2 separate regions of the Mus musculus genome follow, and region 2 is linked to region 1. The links are chromatin contacts, called in public Hi-C maps. All regions are on one chromosome and are shown on one strand. The core of a region is the stretch at or near the end of the contact, and the rest is flanking DNA. Distances in the headings are between cores, read along the strand shown. Region 1 holds the start of Cdc20 (cell division cycle 20). Region 2 holds the start of Smim12 (small integral membrane protein 12).

What was found. A called contact is a pair of places that touch in the nucleus more often than the background predicts.
Region 2: a contact with region 1 is called in a Hi-C map of B cells, with 6 read pairs. The contact joins the promoter of Smim12 here to the promoter of Cdc20 in region 1. A contact is called at or near these places in 2 of 484 Hi-C or Micro-C datasets (B cells and muscle stem cells).

Annotation. Positions count from the first base shown.
Region 1 is chr4:118,432,723-118,438,627 of GRCm38.p6, reverse strand. It overlaps Cdc20 (cell division cycle 20), which reads left to right and starts at 1,285. Exons shown (of 10, transcript NM_023223.2): 1 at 1,285-1,687; 2 at 1,786-1,934; 3 at 2,022-2,118; 4 at 2,240-2,368; 5 at 2,463-2,659; 6 at 2,757-2,851; 7 at 2,927-3,155; 8 at 3,752-3,877; 9 at 5,030-5,147; 10 at 5,487-5,727. The coding sequence starts at 1,507. The coding sequence ends at 5,665. Elovl1 (elongation of very long chain fatty acids (FEN1/Elo2, SUR4/Elo3, yeast)-like 1) reads right to left here. Exons shown (of 8, transcript NM_019422.3): 8 at 5,675-5,905.
Region 2 is chr4:127,240,499-127,246,637 of GRCm38.p6, reverse strand. Smim12 (small integral membrane protein 12) reads right to left here and starts at 2,854. Exons shown (of 2, transcript NM_030252.2): 1 at 2,740-2,854.

The DNA.
Region 1 (5,905 bases), core at 36-2,535:
ATTGGGCGCCGGGAACTGAACCCTAGGTAATCTGGAAGAGCATCTAGCGATAACAGCTAAGCCATCATCTTTCTAACCTCCTTTCCGCTTTAAAATAATTTATTTTTATCGGGGAGGAGGGGTGTGTTTGTGTGCCATCTGTATGCTGGTTCCATAAGAGGGCATCGATGCCCTGGAGCTGGAGTTAGAGGTAGTTGTGCGCTGCCTGACAAAACCAAATTTTCTTCCCGTGGAAGAGCAAGAAGTTCTAACTGAGGCATCTCTCCAGGCCCCAGACCTGGATTCTTACCAACCTCTTTTTATGACCTTGGGCTAATTTCTTGTATTGCACCTTGGTTTTTCTATCAGCATAACCAGGTTCTTGGCCCAGCGTGGTGGCACACGCCTTAAATTCCACCGCATCTCTGAGATCCAGGGCAGTTTTTTCTACAAGGTGAATTCCAGGCCAGCCCGGACTGCATAGTGAGACCCTTGTCTGAAACAAACAAAATGGGTGTCGCTCTGGCAGATTATGTGCAACGGGGGTAAGGAGATCTCTAGGTCTCTGAAGAATCCTAAGTCCCACGGGAGTCCTCCACAGGATGTGATGTCCCCAAGAACAGCCTAACCTAATCTTCACGACGAAAGGCTGGAATTCTGATCATTGTTTTGACACACACACCCCTTCCTCTCACTTTGTGTTTGCAGAACCCCACACTGGTCCGCATACTTCCTTCCTAGCAGGGTTTCAGGCGCCCTCCCCATTCAGACTGCCACCTCCCCACCGTCTCTAACCAACTGGGTCCTCCGGGTTGAGGTTGAGTTTCTCTCTCTCTCTCTCTCTCTCTCTCTCTCTCTCTCTCTCTCTCTCTCTCTCTCTGTGTGTGTGTGTGTGTGTGAGAGAGAGAGAGAGAGAGAGAGAGAGAGAGAGAGAGAGAGAGAGAGAGAGAGAGAGAGAGAGAATGTGTGTATGTGTGAACGTGTGACCTAAGTACCACCCACAGGCTTCGATGTGACCTTTCAAAGATTCCCAGATGCTCTAACTGCCGGGCCCAACCCAGAGAGATGGCCGGCAGAGAGCGGATCCCGAGGACTAACTGTGCGGGACCCGCCCCCGTGTTCCGATTCGGGCTCCGATTCGGGCAGGGACGAAGGCTCCCAGAGATGGGTTCGGGATTTCCTTCCAAATGCTTGGTCGTCGCACTCTCGTGAGATTTGCTCCCGGAAGACCCGGCCCTCTTCAGTGTAGCGACCAATCGGCAAGGGCGACGGTTAAGACAGTTGGGTTTTGAAGGAGCCAATGAACGCTAGCAGCGGAGAGTTTAAGAACAACAGTCCGGCGTGTCCTTAGCTTGTCTGGAAAAGAACGCGTTCGGCAGGCGCACTGACGCGCTGCGAGGAGCTGGGGGTTTGTGTTCGGGAGAGCTGAGTACGGAGAGGGACCGGGCTGCTGCGAGCTGTGGCAGGCGGAGCCCAGGAGCCCGGCGAGGATCGCGCTTGGTCGCCTTTCGCCCCGGTAGCGGTGCCATGGCGCAGTTCGTGTTCGAGAGCGATTTGCACTCACTGCTTCAACTGGACGCACCCATCCCCAATGCCCCGGTTGCGCGCTGGCAGCGCAAAGCAAAGGAAGCCACAGGCCCAGCCCCCTCGCCCATGCGGGCCGCCAACAGATCACACAGCGCCGGGCGGACCCCGGGCCGAACTCCTGGTGAGTGGGTGGAGGGAGCTGGAATCGCTGAGAGTCCGTCTTCATGCTCCCTCCGGGAGCCTCGTCAGGCTGTCTGACTTCTCTCTCCCTGCCCCCAGGCAAATCTAGTTCCAAGGTTCAGACCACCCCTAGCAAACCTGGAGGTGACCGCTTTATCCCCCAACGCAGTGCTTCTCAAATGGAGGTGGCCAGCTTCCTCTTAAGCAAGGAAAACCAGCCGGAAGACAGGGGGACGCCCACCAAAAAGGTATGATTCCACAGGGGTCATGAGACTTGAGGTGTCTGTCCCCTGGCTGATACCGGTCTTCCTCCCCTCACTTGCCGTGTATTTCAGGAGCATCAGAAAGCCTGGTCTCTCAACCTGAACGGTTTTGATGTGGAGGAAGCCAAGATCCTCAGGCTCAGCGGCAAACCTCAGAATGCCCCAGAAGGTAAGGAGTGAGTGACATCATCGAGGCTGGTGTCAGTCCTTCCTAAGGGGAGACATGTGGCTGCTTTTCCACATGTGGATGGGTATCAGTTTCCAAGTCTAGACCCACTCTCTTGCCACAGGCTACCAGAACAGACTGAAAGTACTGTACAGTCAGAAAGCCACGCCTGGCTCCAGCAGGAAGACTTGCAGATACATCCCTTCTCTGCCAGACAGGATCCTTGATGCCCCCGAAATCCGGAATGACTACTGTGAGTGCACTGTTGTCTTTGCGGATGGAGAAAGATGGCCTAGGAATGGACCAGTCCAACAAAGGACCTCATGTTTTCTTCCTTCCCCTGGCAGACCTGAATCTTGTAGATTGGAGCTCTGGAAATGTATTGGCTGTGGCACTGGACAACAGTGTGTACTTATGGAACGCTGGTTCTGGTGACATCCTGCAGTTGTTGCAAATGGAGCAGCCTGGAGACTACATATCCTCGGTGGCCTGGATCAAGGAGGGCAACTACCTAGCTGTAGGCACCAGCAATGCTGAGGTCCAGGTGAGCCTGGTTGCCTGTATTGTGGCTCTGTGGTCACTGGGCTCAGGGGGGAGCTTGCCCACCTTACATCTGTGACCCTGTGGTCATTCCTCTGCAGCTCTGGGATGTGCAGCAGCAGAAACGACTTCGAAACATGACCAGTCACTCCGCTCGAGTAAGCTCCCTCAGTTGGAACAGCTATATCCTATCCAGGTCGGTGTTTTTCCCAGTCTATAGCAGAACCTTTCCGGTTTCTGCCATCCGGAACTAAATCTCTTCTTCTCTCAGTGGTTCACGGTCTGGCCACATCCACCACCATGATGTTCGGGTAGCAGAACACCATGTGGCCACACTGAGTGGCCATAGCCAGGAAGTATGTGGGCTTCGCTGGGCCCCAGATGGACGACATCTGGCAAGTGGTGGCAATGATAACATTGTCAACGTGTGGCCTAGTGGTCCTGGAGAAAGTGGATGGGCTCCCCTGCAAACATTCACTCAACATCAAGGCGCTGTCAAGGTGAGAAAGCATTTGAGCTGAGGTCTTTACAGACACTCAGCTATAAACGAGGGACTACTAAGAGGAGAGGACAAGGCGGGGTTGAGTTTAATTGTGACACTTAGAGTTGAGAGATGGTTTTGTCCACTGAGTATTCATAATAGATGATGACTACTGTGCCCAGAGAGCTGGGTGCCTTCCAGCATCGTCACGATTATTGAAGCAGCTCCTGTCTTGGAGTTGTTTGAAAATTGTTATCACCTCTGATTGGCTAATAAAGAGCTGATCAACCTGTAGCTGGGGAGGAGAGTTTAAGATGGGTGGGAAAAGAGGTGAGGTCACCAGGAGGGAGTCTCCAGGAGATGGTGGAGGAGGAGCAGCCAGGGCGAGACGGAGATGTCAGGTTACAGGGCAGGTGCTGGGTGTTAGGCATCAGAGCTGGGTTAGAATAGATGAGAACCCTGCCCAGCTATAGTGCAAGAAGCTCTTTAATACATATTCCAGGTTTCTGTGCCATTTCAAGGGAAAGGAGGGCATGGAAAAGCTCAGTTCTTTTACACGTAGGGCTGCTTCTGCCTCTCTGTTGACCTGACCCAGCCTTTATCCATTCCACCCAGGCTGTGGCATGGTGTCCCTGGCAGTCCAATATCCTGGCAACAGGAGGAGGAACCAGTGACCGGCACATTCGCATTTGGAACGTCTGCTCAGGGGCCTGTCTGAGTGCTGTGGATGTGCATTCCCAGGTAGTTTTGTTGTGATTGCTACTGGTGGTGATTCATGGTTTAACCTATCCCAGGCAGAGGTGTGTTCCTCTATGTGACATTTCTGAACAGCCACTTCTACTCCAACTCTCTACCTGATCATTTCTAAATTTCTGACTCAGCCCTCACTGGCATTCCCATTTCCTAGTTTGGCTTCTCTCCAACCCTAGGTCCTCAAGAATCCTCCTCCTCCGTATGTCCTAATTAAGCTTGTCAGTTCACCTTGCCTTCCTGAAATGTACTGTGTTCCACTTGTACTGTTTTAGATGCAGAACCTGCTTAGAAATCTGAAAAGCCACCTAGTCTTTCATCCTTCTCAGGATATTTCAGTGTTAGCTTGAAATACCATTCACATCCGTCCCTTCCTCAGCACTCTCATTCATTCATTCACTCATTCATTCATTCATTCATTCATTGAGGCAGGGTCTTGTGAGACAGAGTCTTGCCTTTGCTGGCCTCAGTCCTGCTTTTAACATCCCAAGTGTTGAGATTACCAGCATGTAACTCCATGCCCAGGCTCCCACACATTTTCTCTCTCTTCCAGTTCCCTTTATACAATCCGAGTGGTATCTTACTGTCCTTAAACCTGTGATGACTCCCACAACCTACAGCATAAGATCCAAATACATTAGACCCGGGCTGTGTTGTGCCTTTAATCCCAGCACTTGGGAGGCAGAGGCAGGCGGATTTCTGAGTTCGAGGCCAGCCTGGTCTACAAAGTGAGTTCCAGGACAGCCAGGGCTATACAGAAAAAGAAACCCTGTATCGGAAAAAAAAACAAAAAACCAAATACATTAGAACATTTGAGGCTCTTGCTGCTGATATGCCTTGCTGTAAATACTCCAGTTTTCCCTATCTGCTCCCCTCACTCGGCCTTCACTGCAGGTGTGGGCTCTGAAGGCAGATGGTTGAAGTTGCCAAGGGAGTCGCTTATGGGATGACTTTGGGTAACATGAAACTTCCCTTCTGGTGGATTCATCTTCATCACCATAGATGTGTGTCTGGGGGCTTCAGTGAGGACTGTGACCATTAAGTTAAATCTGTAGTGCCTGACAGGGTGTCTAATACTAGAATGGACTGACTCGGTTCTGAGTAACCCTGCCTGACTCATGTCCGTGATGACCTTCTCCACAGGTGTGCTCCATCCTCTGGTCTCCCCACTATAAGGAGCTGATCTCAGGTCACGGCTTTGCCCAGAACCAGCTGGTTATTTGGAAGTATCCAACCATGGCCAAGGTGGCTGAGCTCAAAGGTAGGTGGCAATAGGAAGCCAGGCAGAAAGGCCACATAGTGTATGTTTCCATCCATATGAAATATTGAGAATAAACAGACTGATATGACTTGCCTGGGGATTTGGCAAGGGTGGTGGGAGGGTATGATTGCACGAGAATGGGTAAATGCAGAGTTAACAGGCTTAGATTTAGAATGTCGTGGTACTGGTTATAACAATGTACAACCTAACCTTGTAAATACAGTAACACCACTGAATTATAAAAGGGTGAGTGTATGGCATTCAAATTGCATTTCAAGGTGACTGTCAAAGTTAGAGGGAGGCCTGTGTGTATACTCAAATGCACTGCTCTCGCCCTAGGACACACAGCACGGGTCCTGGGTCTTACAATGAGTCCAGATGGGGCCACAGTGGCATCAGCAGCAGCTGATGAGACTCTACGGTTGTGGCGCTGCTTTGAGATGGACCCTGCCCTTCGGCGTGAGCGGGAAAAAGCCAGTGTAGCTAAAAGTAGCCTCATCCACCAAGGCATCCGTTGAACAAACGCATTTCCTTTCTTGTTTTTATTTTATTTTTTCTAATAAAGTTCGTATCTTCCTTATGTCCCAGCATCCTTCCTACATGCTTCCCCTACTCTGACTAGAGCTAGACTTGGCAACCCCCCTTTTTATATTATTTTTGTAGTTTAGGGGACCAAACCCAGAGCCCTGCCTACTGAGCATCATTTTTCTTTTGAGACAGGGTTCAGGCTCTTTTGAGCTTCCTGCTTTGTACCCTCC
Region 2 (6,139 bases), core at 1,605-4,104, 8.8 Mb before region 1:
GAAACTCCAAGCCTAATTAATGGCTCTTCCAACCTGGTATGACCTCAGGTCCTCTCTTCCAGATATCTGTCAACATCTTAGGAAGAGAAAAGAAGTCTTTTCTCTGCTCTATAAAACTTCACACAGCCTCACTCTGAATTCTGGCTCCCTGATGATAAGTAGTTCCTTCTCCTGGGGGAAAGCACAAGGGCCTTATTTAACTATGATCTATTACCTAACTATTCTGACCTAAGATGGATAGGGTTTTGTTTTGTTTTGTAACTCTATTCTGGCCTTGGCTTTCCTAATAATAACCTATAGTTAACAAATCTTGATCAAAACAACTTCAAAATATACGACCTGCAACCATTCACATCCTCATGCTTACACAGCAAGTCCCTGAAAACATCACAAATGAATACAGTATTCCAGATGCCCCAGAACCCTAATACTTAAAAAGTCCCCGTGGAAAATGCTGTAAAAAAAAAACAAAAACAAAAACAAAAACAAAAACTGTAGAGCTGCCCCTAGGGCCTCCTGCAATGAAACACCAAAGTAATATGCAAACCTACACACTCAAATGGCCACTTAGTCACAAATGATTACCACTATTAAATTACTATTTATACCATTATTTAATTACCGTTACAATCATAAAAGGCTGCTGGCAATGAATGTAATAATGCAAGCTACCACCATCTACTGAGTGCTTATTCCAAGCTGGGCCCTGGGCTAAGCACTTCACACACACAGTGTTCTCCAATGTTCACATGCTCGCCTTAGTCATCAGCATGGAGTCACTTGCCCGTGTTTATGCTTCCATAACTGTTTCTCCAACACCTCTCTCTCTCTCTCTCTCTCTCTCTCTCTCTCTCTCTCTCTCTCTCTCTCTCTCGGCTCTACGGTGAGACATCCAGACCTCATGGAAGATTTGAAGGCTCCTCATTTCCCCCTTTTATTCTCTTTGGGGGAACTTGGGTGTCTTGTGGGCCTGACACTACACATGGACCTTCAAAGGCAAAGAACTGCAGCAAGATTCAAGTTTCTCTTCCTGCTCCTTTGACCTGACACCATGCCCTATGCTCTACCATATCTCCCCTGGTCATCGCCTGACCCTCACATCTCTATGATGTAGGAACGAGGAGCCCAGATTCTTGTCCAAGGCCATAGTGGCTCAAAGACACTGTGTCAGCTTGCCAAAATCATACAAGTGGCAGGCCCGCTGGTCTGAGGCCAAGCCTGGGCTTTTTTTCTAGCAGAAAGAACACTCTGCAGATGTATGCATGGTGTCCGTTCACACCCTAGATGTGTGGAGGGCCTCCTACAGCTCCCCATTAGCTTGGCTTTTCATTACACTGAAAGTCTTCCTTCCTTCTGAGCTCTGAAGTTATATCATGAGATCCGAGAAACCTTACAATGTACACATTAACAAAGAGGGGAAGCTCCAAAGAACCCCAAACTCAATCCTCCATTCTATTTTTAACTCAGTACTTCGTTCTATTTTCTGTTTTAAGTTTTGGGGTTTGTTTGGTCAGCTGGTTTTGGTTTTTTGAGATAGGGTTTCCCTGTGTAGCCCTGCCATTCAGATTCCTTCTGTAGACCAGGCTGGCCTCAAACTCAGAGACTGGACTGGCCTGCCTCTGCCTCCTTAGTGCCAAGATTAAAGACATGTGCCACCACCGTTGGGCTTGTTTTTATTTTTAAGACAGGTTCTCATGGCACCCAGCCTGGCCTCAAACCCTCAAAGTAGCTAAGGATAACTTTGATCTGCCGACGCTCCTGTTTCCAGTGCCAAGTGCTTGTGATCACAGGTCCACACCAAGTGCAAGTCCTTTATACAATTCCTGGGTAGAGACTCTCAATTTTCCAATTTGTCTTAGGGCGGGCATATCAAGCACCAGTCTATGAGTATTACTCTTGTACATAGAAAGCCCAAGTTCTATGTGCTCTTGTCCGAATTCCAGTCATCCATGTATACAACACAACCTTCTCTTCGGTAAGCTATGTGGGCCTACCCTACCTGTCTACAGCTCTCAAAACACCCTGGAGCTCCACAAGGTTAAGAACTAAGGATGTCCGGATCGTCCTATGCTCTGTGCCTCTTCCCACCCTTGCTATCCTCCCTAGCAAAGAGCTAAAAAAGTTTGTTGGTCGAATGAATGACAGGCAGCATAAACATGTTGCTTTGTTTATGGAAGACTACAGCAGCCTTCCACCCGCACTCACAAAGGGGTATAGGGATATGATCATAAGCAGCTAGACTTCATGAAGTCATCCCGAAGGTATCAAAATGTAAGTAGCACAAGTGTTTCCCAAATACTGCAACGCCTATTTCCAGCCCGACACGCAGGGGCGCCAGCCAAAGGCTCCAGGTACAGGTCAACCGGGCCGCCAGGAAACCTGTCCCAGTGCCTGAGCCCACCGGAAGCTCTCCAAATGAGAGCAGTCGTAGGAGGTCCGAGAAGGTGAAACCATCAGCCTTGACAGCCAGCCAAGTTGGGATGGGAGCGCCAGTGAGGTTCGGGTCATCAGCTCCTGTTCCCTGTCCAGTCACGCCACACGCGTGGCTTCGTCACCCTTCGGCCTGCAGGGGCCTGAGGCGGACGAGATCTGACCACAGTCCACACTCGGCCACCAAAAGCTGGCCGAGGCCGAGCGGGTCACGGAAACCATCGCTCCCTCAACTAGGAGGAGCCGTTCCCGTGGGACTGGGGGCCAGCGATCCTGGGAAGCGAAGTGCCCTCAGCCCTGGGAACTCACCTGCGGTCCAGCCCGCACACCCCGGACAGGTCCCGCGCTGCGCCCGCTAGCCGGGAGCAACAGGGACGCCGAGGTTCCCAGTGGCCCGCGGGGCGCGCCCGAGGCCCCGCCCACTGGCATCTCTCGGAGAGCAGCGATTGGCTGAGCTCCAGCCAGCTACAGAAGAAAGGAAGCCAGGCACCCGACCCTGCGTTGGACTAAACGCAGAATAGTATAGCGCCCCCTGACGGCTCGGAGGCTCCCCTGTGACGTTGCCACATGCTTGTGAAGAAGAAAAAAGAATAGTCAGCTTTCATTGATCCAAATGAAGTTCATTAGGTGTCTTCCGAGACTTACCTAGGTCGGATATTACTGAAACCGAAAACCCAACCCCTGACCTCCAGAAGCTCCCGTAGCAGAGAATAACCTAGTACTTTCAATCTTCTTGGGATCTGTGCTTTCAGGCTGTGTGTCCTTGGGAACATCATTAATTAATCTGAGCCTCAATTCTTCTGCATAGCGTTAAAACCTTCCATTTCAGCAGGGATGTTGCAAGGGTTAGATAACATCTTGTTTGTAAAATACTGTGCCAGGCACACATCTCGCAGGGAACTAGATTGTAGCGTTAGTGAGTCTACAAATTGCTGAAAGTACCAAGACCCTCTGATCGCAAGTACTCACTCTCCTTCCTCCATGTTTCCCCTGTCCCTGAGCGGAATTATACTTATCACATATAAGAAAAAGCCTCACACCCCAAGCTCTCTAATGGACTACCATAGTCCTGCCTTCTCAACCTGCCCACACTGCTCTCAACCTGACCAGTCTCCTTCCCACTAATAGCATGCTAAAAATCAACGTTTGAAGCCTGTGTGTCCATGTTCTTTCATCTACCTGGAGTGCTCTACCCAGCTTCCCTTAAGTCTACCCAGCTTCCCTTAAGTTAGCAGTGAGCCATTTCTCAAGGTCACGGGTACTCTCACAGGAAGCGTCTTCAAGACTGTACTGTCAAGTTAGAGATTCTTCCTCTTTTAGATCAAAGAGCCCAAAGCTAAGCCTGACAGCGAAGATGGGGAGGAAGAAGCTGCCAGAAATTAGCAACCGTGATTATCAGACCTTGATTACTTGTGCATTGAATCTGTGGGAAGAGATCAGAACAGTCTAGAACACAGGCTGGCATTTAGCCATTCTACAAGCTAGACATTGGCGATACAAATGGGGACTGCCCTCCGTAGTTTCCTGGATGGAGAAGAAACAGGAAGACCCACACAGTGTCATAACAGAGGACACTGTCCGTCCATACAAGAAGAATGAGTGGAGGTTCCCTGGAAGGACAGATCCCTAAGCTGGATCTTAATAGTGACTAGAAGTTCCCTCCAGCAGACCTGGGTAAGCACAGAATCCCCAGCTAAAGTGGAAATGACAGCATTGAGAAGTCCTGAGGCGCAAGACCAGCCTTGGCTCTACACCAAGATCCTATATCAATTAAAGGAGTCAGTTAGCACTTCCAGATCACACAGAACTACAAGCTGAGACCCTGTCTAAAAATAAAGTAAAATACCAAACACTGGAATTAGTTGTTTAATTAATTCAAATCTTGACTCTGTGGCCTGCTAATCTGAGAAAATATATTTATAACCTTTTAAAAATGATTTTAATTATGTGTGTGTAAGGGGGGGGTGCAATGAATGTAGGCACCCATGGAAGTCAGAAGAGGGCGTCAGACACACAGGAGTTTATGAGCTGTCAGACATGGATGCTGAGAACCAAGCTAGGCTCATCTGCAGAGTGGTGTGTTCCTTAACCACAGTACCATCTTATAGACCTATTTGTATTTAAAAAAAAAAAAAACCAGTAAGAAAATACCCTAGGACTGGCCAGATGGCTCAGCAGATAAAGGTATTTGCCACCAAACTGATGGCCTGAGTTTAATCCTCAGGACCCACATGGTTGAAGGAGACTCTCAACTCCTGAAAGTTGTCCTCTGAACTCCCCATAGGGTCTGTGGCTTGTGAGCATACACCCACACACAAATAAATAAAAGGAATAAAAACCTTTAAGACATCCTCTAGGGTTGCTGTTGTAAATCACGCTAGTGTGCAGATAGCGCTTGCCACACCTCTTGGCATTTGCTCAATGAGTGTTTGGTAATGAATCCTTCTTGTCATGTTAAGATTCCCCCAGATTCCTGCTTCTTTCTGCAAGGTTCATCCGAGGCATTACTTCACAAATGGAAAAAAATTCCGAGTAATATCTTCAAGTTGGCCCATTTTGTCACTCCCCAGATCCAGTCTACCTCACCTGTGCTTCTAACTGCCCCTCAAAATCAACACCATCATTTCTTCCCTGGACCATCTTAGCAGTTCCCCACCCCTCAACTGCCCCCCACTGCCATGCCCGTTCCTTTGGCCAAAGGACCCTTTAAAATCTAAATACAACAATGGAGTCCCCAGCTTAGCCACTGATCCCTTCTGACCATGCCATCCATCCTGGGCTGCCCTGTCTAGTTCTAGCTTTCTTCTCCAATCATTCAGAACTCGGTCATCTTTCCAAGTCTTTGCCCACACTAGTCCCTTGACTGGAAGTGGGTATCCTCCCTCCCATGTCTCCTATGCAAGTAAGACAGTTCACATGGCTTTCCCAAACTCACTGTTCAGCAGATGGATATCTGTTCCTGTTAGAAACAGGAAAGCTAGCTACCTTTGTAACCATGCAAAGAGGTTGGAGCATATTTAAAAGTGACCAGGCCACAAGGACCCCAAATCTATGGATGAGATTGCAAAAGGCTGTCTGTCACCCCTCAGCTCCCCCTCTTCCGCTTGCTTTCCAGCATGGGGGGAATTCAGGAAGAAGGCCTTCACCACCAGGTGCAGGTCCGTGTGTTGTTCGTTCTAAGGACAGGTGAGTCTCATACAATCCACACTGGCCTTGAACATCTGATCCTCAGGCCTCCAGCTGCGATGACAGGTGTGTGTTGGCAGCTTTTTGTGTTTGTGGTTTTTGTTTTTGTTTTTTTTTACAAGATAGTCATTTTCTTTGTTGTTTTAAATGTTATTTAAAATTATGAATGTTTTGCCTACATGTATGTCTGTGCACCACATGCATCCCTAGTGTCCATGGAGGTCAGAAGAGGTCATTGGATCCCCTGGACCTGGAGTTACAGACAGTTATAAGCCATCATGTAGGTGCTGGGAATAGCCAGTGCTATTAACAGATGAGCCATCTCTTCGGACCCCTTTTGAATCAGTCTTGCTGTGTGGTCTACACTGGCCTTGAACTCGTTGCAATCTTCTTGCCTCAGCCTCCAAAGTGCTGGGATTACAACCAGGCCTCACCACAACTAGTTGTTGTTATTGCTGTCATTTTATTGGTGGTTAGTGCTTTTTTGAAGATTTATTATTTTGTGTGTATGAGTATTTTGCCT